Linked DNA regions of Sus scrofa: region 2 is linked to region 1. Evidence: chromatin contacts called from public Hi-C data. All regions are on one chromosome and are shown on one strand. The core of a region is the stretch at or near the end of the contact, and the rest is flanking DNA. Distances in the headings are between cores, read along the strand shown. Region 1 has its middle 8.7 kb from the start of TRNAE-UUC. Region 2 holds the start of PTGES2 (prostaglandin E synthase 2).

The links. A called contact is a pair of places that touch in the nucleus more often than the background predicts.
Region 2: a Hi-C map of mesenteric adipose tissue shows a contact between it and region 1, with 1.6 times the contacts expected there. The contact joins the promoter of PTGES2 here to the enhancer-like site in region 1. A contact is called at or near these places in 4 of 5 promoter capture datasets (fetal liver, fetal skeletal muscle, liver and 1 more), 16 of 47 Hi-C or Micro-C datasets (alveolar macrophages, embryonic fibroblasts, epiblast stem cells and 10 more) and 1 of 2 datasets of contacts at active chromatin or transcription factors (skeletal muscle).

What each region holds. Positions count from the first base shown.
Region 1 is chr1:268,443,361-268,448,677 of Sscrofa11.1, reverse strand. No RefSeq gene overlaps it. Among named protein-coding and RNA genes, the nearest start is that of TRNAE-UUC, 8.7 kb to the right of the region's middle. Within about 2 kb of position 2,532, at least 25 of the 83 cell types and tissues checked have an H3K27ac peak or open chromatin away from gene starts, as enhancers often do. A contact at or near this core is called in epiblast stem cells, fetal liver, mesenteric adipose tissue and 2 more, where this site is marked.
Region 2 is chr1:268,588,170-268,594,031 of Sscrofa11.1, reverse strand. It overlaps PTGES2 (prostaglandin E synthase 2), which reads left to right and starts at 2,676. Exons shown (of 7, transcript XM_001927936.5): 1 at 2,676-3,465; 2 at 4,596-4,793; 3 at 5,428-5,486; 4 at 5,845-5,862. The coding sequence starts at 3,196.

The DNA.
Region 1 (5,317 bases), core at 1,283-3,782:
TTGTTTTTTTTTTCCCCTTTTTCGGGCTGCACCCACGGCATATGGAGGTTCCCAGGCGAGGGGTCTAATCGGAGCTGTAGCCACCGGCCTACACCAGAGCCACAGCAACACCAGATCTGAGCCACGTCTGCGACCTACACCACAGCTCATGGCAACACCAGATCCTTAACCCACTGAGCAAGGCCAGGGATCGAACCCACAACCTCGTGGTTCCTAGTCGGATTCATTTCCGCTGCGCCACGAGGGGAACTCCCAAGATCCCTTTTGCTTTTGACCAGCCCTCTAACCTCACACCCTGTTCTCATGTTTCAGTTTGAATTACAGAAACAATTCTTGTACAGACATGAAGGTCTGAGGTCCTTCACCCCACCTTAGCCAGACCTGCTTCGAGTTCTCACCTTCCTTCGGCTGCTGTATCCTCCTGTCACTGTGCAGGTGGAGCAGGCCACTCGGCTCGGGAGCCCAGAGTTCAGGGCTATGGACGGTGTCCTTTCGGGCTTGGTTCCATCATCTTTACATTTCTTTACGTATGTGATGTGAGCCGTGTCAGTAGGGTGAGCGGGGTAGGGTGCGGGGAAGCACCATCCTGTGTTTGTTTGTTTAGGCTGCGCCTGCAGCATGTAGAAGTTCCTGGGCCAGGGATCGAACCTGTGCCATGGCAGTAACCTGAACCACTGCAGTGGCAACAGCAGATCCTTAACCCACTGCGCCACGAAAGAACTCCTGTCCCGTGTTTACTTCATCAGCATCTTCTTCATGATTTTTCCTCAGAGATGCTCATTTATCATCATTTTTTCACCCTCTCCCTCTTTGAGACGGTGGCTCACTGCCCCTCCCGCCTCTGGGGGATGTGTGCAGAGACTTGCGACACCCAGGCAGCCCCGTGCCTGCCCCATGCCTGCCCCCTGGGGCCACAGTCCATCGAGGTCACGGCAGATGTCAGATGGCGCTCAGCTTTCAGGGTCGTAGTCAGCCTTCAGGGCTCTAAGCAGTGCTGCCGTGGGCCTTTGCTATTCCTGGGGGTCGTTCCCCAGTGGCTTTTTGGCTCTGGCCTCCTTATGCTTAAACCTGTTGGGCACATTCCCACCGCAGGGCCTTTGCACTGACCGTTCCTTCTGCCTGGACTGCTGCTCCCCCAGGTTGCTGCATGGGTCTCCTCAGCTCCTCGCTCGGATATCTGTCACTTCCCCAGCCACCACCTTGCCCTCCGTCTCCCAGGGCCTCGGCACTGCCTGCCTCCTTCCCTGGTTCCTTCCTCCCCGCAGCCGTGACCGCTGCCGTCTCTTGTATTTTTGGCTCATTTTGTCGGTCTCCTGTCGACTGCCAGACTATAAACCCCCTGAACGCAGGGATTTCTCTCTGTTTCGTTCATTATTTTTGTCTCTAGGGCCTTCGGCGCTACCTGGCACCTAGGTAGTGCTTAATAAGAGGCTTTTGAGTGAATCAAGTCCCTGCGATTTCCTCAAACCTGGCATGGCCGGCTCTCACTTGGGGCTCCTGGCCCCCTGCTTGGCATCTTATTTCTTGCCTTAAAAAAAAAAAAAAAAGAATGCCCCCTACCTACTTCCACCCCTGAGCCTGAGCTCATCTCCTCCGTCATCCCTGCCCTGTGCCTGGGACCCCATACAGCTGGCTAGGGGTGCCCAGCTCTCTGCCCAGAGGGCCCTGGAGGTGGCTGCAGGGCTGTCCTTTCTGTGACATGGGCTCTGGACCCAGATGGGCCTGGAGTCGAGCCCGGGCTCTGCTGCTCACTGCCCCGTGACTGTGGGTGCGTTGCTCGGCCTTTCTGAGCCTCCTTGTCCTCGTCTGTCAAGTGGCCACAATAACACCCACCCTTCAATGTTGAAGAGCTCCAGGGGCCACACAGTAGGCCAGCAGGAAATAGCCACTGCTGGGGTGTTCGTTTTATCCTCGCTGTGACCTCCTGGGTGGGCCAGGGCGAGGCCGTGAGCTTCTTCCCGTGGGAGTGGTGGCATTTAATAGTGTGTTTTCAGAGCCCTGTGGAAACATGAGGGAGGCCCAGAGCTGATCCCGTGAGCCCTGCCCGGCCCACCTTCCTGCAGGCAGAGAGGAAGCTGAAGCCGCCTGTCACCTGAGCCGGGGAGGGGCTCCGTGGCCTTCTCTGGCCAGGCCTGCAGGAACCAGGATCAGGCGGCCCCGAGCTTCCTGGCCAGCGTTCCCATGGCAGACTCGCCAAGGGGAAGGGGAAGGGAGAGAGGGCAATAGCGGCTTTTGTTCCCAGATGCTAATCCTAATTCCTCTGGGTGTTTCAACACGCCCAGCCCTGGGAGCTTCCTCCTAAGGCTCCAGCAGCTGCTTCCAGCTCCTGGGGTGGCTCGCGCAAGCAGAGGGGGTGGGCAGAGGTCTGAGGGTCCACAGGGGTGCCCTGGCCGCCCCCGACTCCCCGCTTCCAGCGTGGTTCTCCGGCTGCTGGGGAGTGATGTGCGCCTTTCCCCTTCCACCCACTGCCTCCCGCTGCTCTCCGCCTCTGCCAAAGTCAAGGACAGGGCCTCTGCCAGAGGACCATTTCAAACTTCTCACCATGGCCCTCAAGGTCCGACGTGACCTGACCCTGCTCCCAGACAGCCTCACGCCCTCAGCTCCCTCCCTGGTCCCCTGGCCGCTTCTCCATCTGCCAAGCTTGTGTCTACCTCAGGGCCTTGGCACTGGCTCTTCACGCATCTCCTCCCGGTCTTTGCTCAGCCTGCGTCCTCACTCCCCTCCAGCCGGTGCTCAGATATCGCTGCCAAAGGGCTCTCCCCAACCACCCGCCCGCAGTAGCAGCCCCCACCTGCTCATCTCCATCCAGTAAGTGCTCCCTGCCCTCCTTCTCTGCTCTGTCTGCTCCATTTGTCTCTTTATTTACCATGGTTTTCGTTGGGTACCAGTTTCATTGGGCTGTAATTCACAAACCACACAATTCACCCAGGCAAGAGTACAATTCAGTAGTTTTCCTCCATCCACCGAGGTGTGTGACCATCACCACCCTCAGTTTTAGAACATTTTTATCCCCCCCCCCAAGAAACTCCATACCCATTAGCGGTCATTCCCATTTTCCCCGATGCCCCCATCCCCTGGCAACCAACAGTCTCTCTGTCTCATAATAGGATTTGCCTATTCCAGATATTGCATAGAAATGGACTCATACAACTTAGAGTTGTTTGTGACTGGTTTCTTCCACTTAGCATAACATTTTTCTTTTCTTTTCTTTTCTTTTTTCATCTTTTGTCTTTTTTAGGGCCGTATCTGTGGCATATGGAGGGTCCCAGGCTAGGGGTCTAATCGGAGCTACAGCCGTCGGCCTACACCACAGCCACAGCAATGCCAGATCCGAGCCACATCTGCAACCTACACCACAGCTCACGGCAGCACCGGGTCCTTAACCTGCTGAGTGAGGCCAGGGGGCCTCAGCCTCATGGTTCCTAGTAGGATTCATTTCCACTGTGCCGTGACGGGAACTCCAGCATGATGTTTTCAAGGGGAATGCACAACATGGCATGTTTAGATGCTTATTTTTTTATCGCTGAATAACATTCCGTTGTATGGATGTACCACATTTTGTGTATCCATTCCCTCACTGATGGACATTTGGGTCACTTTCTTGTTTTTGCTTTTTAGGGCCGCACACATGGCACAGGGAAGTTCCCAGCCACACGGGATCCTTAACACACTGAGCGAGGCCAGGGATCAAACCCACATCCTTATGGATACCGGTCGGATTTGTCTCTGCTGAGCCACGACAAGAACGCTGGCTTTCCCTTTCTGGTGATGAATAATGCTGCTCTGTGCCTGTGTGTACCAGCTTTTGTGTGGACCTGTGTTTCATTTCTGTTGGGTCTACACCTAGGAGTACGCTTGCTGAATCATATGGTAACTCCTTAACCTTTTGAGGAACTGCCAGGCTGTTTTCCAAAGCAGCGCCACCGTTTCACATTCCCACCTGCAGTGCACGAGGGTTCCAGCTTCTCCACATCCTCATCAACACTTGTCATTACCCGTCTCGATTACAGCCGTTCTAGTGGGTGTGAAGCGCTAACTCATTGCAGTTATGATTTGTGTTTCCCTGAGGGTTAATGATGTAGATAGAGCCTCTTCTCAGGTGCTCATTGGCTCTTTATATATCCTCTCGGGAGAAATTTTTCTATTCAGATCGTTTGCCTATTTTATTTTATTTGCTTTTTAGGGCCACCCCCGCAGCGTATGGAAGTTCCCAGGCTAGGGGTCGAATCCGAGCTGCAGCTGCCAGCCTCAGCCACAGCCACAGGAATGCAGGGTTTGAGCCACATCTGCGACCTACACCACAGCTCCCAGCAATGCCAGATCCTCCACCCACTACATGAGGTCAGGGATTGAACCAGCATCCTCGTGGAGACTGGCTGGATTGGTTTCTGTTGAGCCATGATGGGAACTCCCTGCCCATTTAAAAAACTGGGTTATTTGTCTTTATTATTGCATTGTAAGTGCTCTTTATATATTCTTGCTACAAATCGCTTATCATATATATGTTTTGCAAATATTTTCTTTCGTTTTGTGCGTTGTCTTTTCACTTTTTTTGATGGTGTCCTTTGAATCGCAAATTTTTAAAAATTTTTATGAAGTTCAGTATATATTTTTCTTTCTTATACTTTTTGGTGTTATATCTAAGAAACTGTTGCTTAATCCCAGATCATGAAGAGTTACCCCTATGTTTTCTTCTCAGAATTCTATAGTTTTAGCTCTTAAACTTAGGTCTTTGATCCATTTTGAGTTAATTATTATATATGGTGTGAGAAATGGAGCCTACTTCATTCTTTTGTATGTGAATATACAGTTGTCCCAAAAGGGCTTTTCTTTTCTTTTCTTTTCTTTTTTTTGGTCTTTTCAGAGCTGCACCCACAGCATATGGAGGTTCCCAGGCTAGGGATCTAATCGGAGCTGTAGCCACCAGCCTATGCCAGAGCCACAGCAACTTGAGATCTGAGCCTCGTCTGTGACCTGCACCACAGCTCACGGCAATGCCGGGTCCTTACCCACTGAGCAAGGCCAGGGATCGAACCCACAACCTCATGGTTCCTAGTCAGATTCGTTAACCACTGAGCCATGACGGGAACTCCTAAAAAGGCTTTTCTTTCCCCTGTTGGCATCCTTGTTGAAAATTAATTGACCATAAATGCAAAGGTTTATTTCTGAACTCTCAATGCTATTCCATTGATCACTTTTTTTTTTTTTTTTTTTTGGCCATTCCCATCTCTTGCAGAAATTCCCAGGCCAGGGATTGAATCTGTGCCATAGCAGTAACCAGAGCCACAGCGGTGACAACACCAGATCCTTAACCCGG
Region 2 (5,862 bases), core at 1,427-3,926, 150 kb before region 1:
CCCTCTGTTGGGATTTGTTGGCTGTTTCCCTCCTCATTAGACCAGCGTTGTGGGTTTTGGGGAGGAAGAGCGCAGAGGTCTGGTGCCACTTTTGCATCCTGCCCTGGGAAGGGTGCCTCCTATCGACATGACTGCTCACGGTGGGTGCTGACCTTGATCTCCTGGCTGAGGAGGGACGGTCAGTTTGCTCCACGGCAAGTCACTCCTGCTTCCCCCTTCTCACACTGAGCTCTTGGGAGGAAAGTCACTCTGCACAGCCCGTATCCAAGGGGGGGCAGTTTTCCTCCACCTCCTCGAGGGCAAGGTGTCTACACACAGGAATTCCCGTCGTGGCTCAGGGGAAAGGAATCTAACTGGTATCTATGAGGATCCGGGTTTGATCCCTGGCCTCGCTTGGTGGGTTGGGGATCCAGCCTTGCTGTGAGCTGTGATGTAGGTAACAGACAGGGCTTGGATCCTGAGTTGCTGTGGCTGTGGTGTAGGCCGGCAGCTGCGTCTCAGATTTGACCCCTAGCCGGGAACATCCATATGCTGTGGGTTCAGACCTAAAAAGCAAAAAAAAAAAAAAAAAAAAAAAAAAAGAAGTCCACACACAAATTATTTGGAATTTTTTTGCACAGGTCTCTTTTGTCTCTTCTCATTTACCAATTCAATCATTTATTTTTTTAATTTTTATTTTTTTAGGACCACAAGTGTGGCATATGGGAGTTCCCAGGCTAGGGGTCGAACTGGAGCTGCAGCTGGGGGCCATGTCTGCGACCTACACTACAGCTCACGGCAACACCAGATCCTTAACCCACTGAGCGGGGCCAGGGATTGAACATGCATCCTCATGGATACTAGTCAGGTTCGTTTCCACAGAGGAACCCAGTTCTTAAGCAGCAGGACTGCAGAAGACAGAGCGAGGGAAAACAAGGAGGGGTGGGGTCCCACGCGGGCTCATGTGTCCAGGAGACTGGCCGCTAGGGTCAGATACGAATGGGAGGTCACAGAACCTATAGCCCAGAATGGGGCTCCTGGGCTGGTAGGATCTGGGCTATGCCTGGACAGAGGCTCTGTCCTCTCTTCTGTATGAGAACCCTGAGTCTCAGTCACCTGTCCCCAGATGTTGCACAGCAACAGGGAAAAGCACAACCATTCCTGGGATTTGCTCAGACTTGAGCAACCATCCAGCTCAGCCACAGGCAGGAGACCCCCCTGGCTGGAATGAATTAAGGAAGAGGCAGTACAGGGACCCAGGGTAGTGAGCACTGGATGGCAGGCAGAGATGCAGGCCTGACCCTACCTCTTGCCAATCTTTCCAGGAGGACACAAGGGAGAATTTGCCAAGTGGTTTGGTGGAAGATTGGATCACTGGGTTTCCTTCCTATACTTGGCAAAGGTGGAGAAGCTGCTGAGTGGGCAAAAAATAGGCTTCTCTAAAACACTGGCCTCACCAGCCTCCAGGCTCTGCCCATTCGTTTTCTCATTTAATCCTGGCCCATCTCAATGCAGGAGACACTACCCGTCATTCTTATTTTGCAGATGGGGAAACGGAGGCTCCAGAAGGTGAGAAGGGAGCTGAAGGTTCTCTCTCCACACCCCCACCCCACCCCCCGCAGTGCTATGCAGGCAACAGGCGGCTTCTGTAAGCAAGTCACATTCACCAGGGCTTCAGGCCACACCAGCAAAGGGGGCAGGGGATGCTGATTCAGCAAATTGGCACGCCCACCCAGAGGGTCCACGCCCGGCCCCGCCCTCTTGAGGAGCCCCCGTCTCCAACGGGCCTGAAAGAAGTGGCTAGAACAAATCCAAATCCAAAGGCCCCCAGTTTCCTCATCTGTGGCCTGTGGCCACAGTTCTTGAACGCTGCAGTTTCCAGAGACCCGCTAGCAGTGCTCGCCCTGAACCCCGGGAGCACGCCTGCAGCTCCGGACCCACCCGGGGGCGAGGGGATGGAGGAGGGCTCTGCTGTTCCTTCCCGGCCCCTATCCCACACCCCAGGTCTCTTCCCAAGAGAGCACCCCCGAAAAAGCAAATGTCGCCTCAGCAGCCCCTCTGGGTCGCCTGCTTCTCCAAAGCCGTCGTTCCCGCCTTCCGAGCCCAGGTCCCGACATTGCGGGCTAGGGCGCCATAAGGACCGCGGGACGATCCAAGGCGGCGAGGGTCGCGCAGACAGCCGGCACCAGGAGGAAGGTGGAGGCGGTGGAAGGAACTCAGAGCTGGAAGAGTGGAAAGCGGCAAAGGAACCCACTCGGATGGCTGGTGCCCTGACCCCAGGGTCGGAGCCCCGAGGCCCGAGCTCCGCCCCTGATCCGCCCCGCCCCATCCAGAGCAGGTTCCTCTGAGCAGCCCTGCTCTCTCTTCTTCTGGGGCAGTCAAGCTCTGTGCCCGCCTGTCTTTCAATCTCTGTCTTGCCCCGCCCACAACCTGTTCCGCCTACAAATCCCCCCTCCCACTCCAGGAGCACCGCTCCACTCGCGATCGCCGGGCGGGGCCAACCTGGGGCTGCCCGCCGAGAAGCCTAGGTGGCTGAGGCTCGGGCCCTCGACTTGGGCGAAGGAGCCCGACAGAGGGACAGAATATCTTGGGACCCCAATTCTCTCTGTTCCATCCTGCCGCTGGGGACCTGCGGGTCGGCCAGCCGGCGCCTCGGGTTGGGAGAAATCTGAGACACGTGGTTTCTAAAGCCCCCAGAGTGCACGGAAAATTTTATGGTTCAGGTTACAGAAGAAATTGGGCAGCGGTGCGGGAGGGCAGAAAAAGCCCCAGTCGCGGGCTCCCACCTACTGCGGGTCCGGTGGGCAGTTTCCGTGGCTTTCCTGGACCCGATGCCGTGACGCTATCCCCAGTATCCTAAAGGGTTCAATCTCTTTCTATTGGTTGCATATTACGGATGACGCTGAGGGCCATAAGGCGAACTACGCGGCCGAGTTCCTACGTTCGGCTCCGGGTCACCGCCGCGACCGGTTACATCTACGCGTTAGAAGCGGGGACAGTTAGCAGATCTCCCTAGATGTTTCTTTGTTTCTGACGGGTGTGTGAAAGCTGGGTGCCGGGGACTCACGCCCCGTCCCATGAGAGCTGTCCCTTCCCGCTCCGCTTCACAGTCACCCCTGGCAACCTCCAGGCGCCGGAGACCCGCCCCTTTAGAGAGAGCCTGAGCCCGGGCCATCTTTGTTTCTCGCGCCCTCCCGCGGTGCCGGCGAAACGAACATGGCCCATGCTGCACGGGTTCTCTGGCCCAGCGGGCGCGCCCTGGCCTGGAGACTGGGCGGTCGTCCCTCTCTAAGACTCCCCGAGCAGAGCCGGGCGGGCTTCACCGGAGCGGCGGGAGGCCCAGGCCCCACCGCCACCACCCGCAAGGGGGGCCCACGGCTCCTGGGGGCGGCAGCACTGGCCTTGGGGGGCGCCCTGGGGCTGTACCACACCGTGCGGTGGCACCTTCGCGCCCAGGACCTCCGAGCGGAGCGCACAGCCGCGCAGGTAAGCCCTGGCCAGACCGAGCCTTGGGTGGGGGCGCTGGGATCAGCGCCGAACTTCGGGACTTCTGGGAACCGGCGGGGTCAGGAATCGTCTCCTCTGTCCATTCTTGACCTTGAGCGAGTGACTTGGTTTTAAGTCTCTGATCCCTCAGCGTCCTCATCTGTGAAATGGGGCGCTAATGTCAGCTAACGAGAATTGTCTTTGTTTTAAGGTCGTTTTTCTAACCGGCTTTAAGACTTCTTAATAGAAAGATTTGGCGATCACTGAAACGGAAAGCCTCTTTCACAGTTTATCACTTTAGCAAACGTTTGTCTCCCTCCTACCGTCTCCAAATCCTGAGGTTGTGTGTTTATTTATTAGTACTATTATTAGTGTTTTTACGAAACCGATGACCCTAGCTGCCCTTACGATGCTTTGTACACAGCACCAGCCCCGTCCCATCACACCCCACAGGCGCCTGGTTTCGGAATCCAAGGGAACCAGAATGGCAGATGGGGAGTAGATTTCTCTGTATCTCCCTGTCCACCCCCCCCCCCACCCATGGTCCAGCTTCAGTCTCCCATCTCTGAACAGCGTCGGGGGCGAGGCGACTGCAGCTGTGCCTTTCAGATAGGAATCTGCAGCGAGCTTACCTGGGGCTCTCCTGCTGTGCATGTTCTATGCAGGTCCGTGGCCCAGATACAAGGACTCCCCTCTTGGAGACTCGGAAACGCTGGGCTCTGCCCCCTCACCCCGAGGTCCCTTGGATTGAGAGTGGGGGAGTTGGGGGGGGGCACTCCCAAGTTGAAGAAACAATTGCATCGGGGAGGGGGGTCCACCTGGCAGTGTCTGAAGTTCCCTCGGGACAGGAAGGAGAGAGATGTCTCTCTAGCGTTGGCGAGAAACCGGAAGAGTCCTCCTTTCTTCCCGGGGAGCCCACTGGTCGGGCGCCTGAGCCTGAGCTGCCCGCTGCTCGAGCCCGCTCCCCTCCCTGCGCCTCCTTTTCTCCTTGCCGTCTATCCTGGGTTCCTTCTCTAGTTCTCAGGGTCAGCCTAGAAGACGCCTTCGGGAAACTTCAGCTTGAGGGCGGGGCCGGGGGCGGGGCCTGGGCACCAGGTCTCAGAAGCCCCCCTCCTCTGCTCCTCCCCCAGCTCTTGCTGTCCAGCCGCCTGCAGCTGACTCTATACCAGTACAAGACGTGTCCATTCTGCAGCAAAGTCCGCGCCTTCCTCGACTTCCACGCCCTGCCCTACCAGGTGGTGGAGGTGAACCCTGTCCGCAGGGCCGAGATCAAGTTCTCCTCCTACAGGAAGGTGCCCATCCTGCTGGCCCAGGAAGGAGACAGCTTGGTGAGCCCCCAGGGAGCCCCCTCCAGTGTCCCGGGTTGTCCTGGAATCCCCCTGAGTCAGGCACTGCTCTGCAGCGCTGGAAGGAGCTTGGGCTCTCTGGGCCTTGGCTGAGGATTGGGACGCAGCCTGTCTAAGGGAGGAAGAGCACCACAGGCCTTAACAATGTGGGTTTGAGGTCAGGCTGGTCTGGGTTCAAGGTGGGGCTCTGCCACTCACTGGCTCTGTGACTTGCGGCCAGTCACTTAGCCTCTCTGGGCTTGCTTCATTCATCAACAGAGAACCATACTGTCTGGGGTGTAGGGCTTGGCTCCTAGTATGTAGCGTCTGAGTCCACCCTACCTGTCAGCGTCCAGGAGGCCAGGTGGGTGGGTCCTGCCTCCTCCCCACTAGCCACACTACTCCCTCACTTGGAGGGTGGGCTGTCCTGAGGGTGGGGACTGGGTCCTGGGGGTGGGGAAGCTCTATGGCATTGATTTTGGGGGGCGTGAACCCCCAGGGGCAGATAAACAAGGCTCAGGTTCCACTGGACCAGTTTCCGCAGGATGCCTGGTTTAGGAGCCCCCCGGGATTCTGCCAGTGGCTGCCAGACCCCCATTCCACCCCCAACCTTGATCTAAACCATCTTCTTCTCCAGCAACAACTGAATGACTCCTCTGTCATCATCAGCGCCCTCAAGACCTACCTGGTGTCAGGGTAAGGAGCCCCCGGCTGGCACTGCATCTCGTCCCCTCTCCTGTCCCAGGGCGGCCTCCCCTGGGTTCCCACGTGGAGTAGGGTGGGGCTGCCGCTTGGATTTCCACGGTGGACCACGGCCGTCACTCTGAGACGGCCTCCCCTCTGCGCCTCTCCCTCTGTCGGGGGGATGCTTTCGGAGTGTCTGCCCCAGATCCCTCTCGCTGCAGAACCTGCTGTGTCACTCATGGGACGGGGGAAAGCCTTTGTGGGGCAGCCCTGGGGCCCGATCCAGCTGGGGTGGGCAGTCCCCCCAGGAGGGGAGGGCTCTGAATCTGGGAAGATGGAGTCGGGCTGAGACTCAGGACGTCTCCCAAAGGCAGCCCCTGGAAGACAT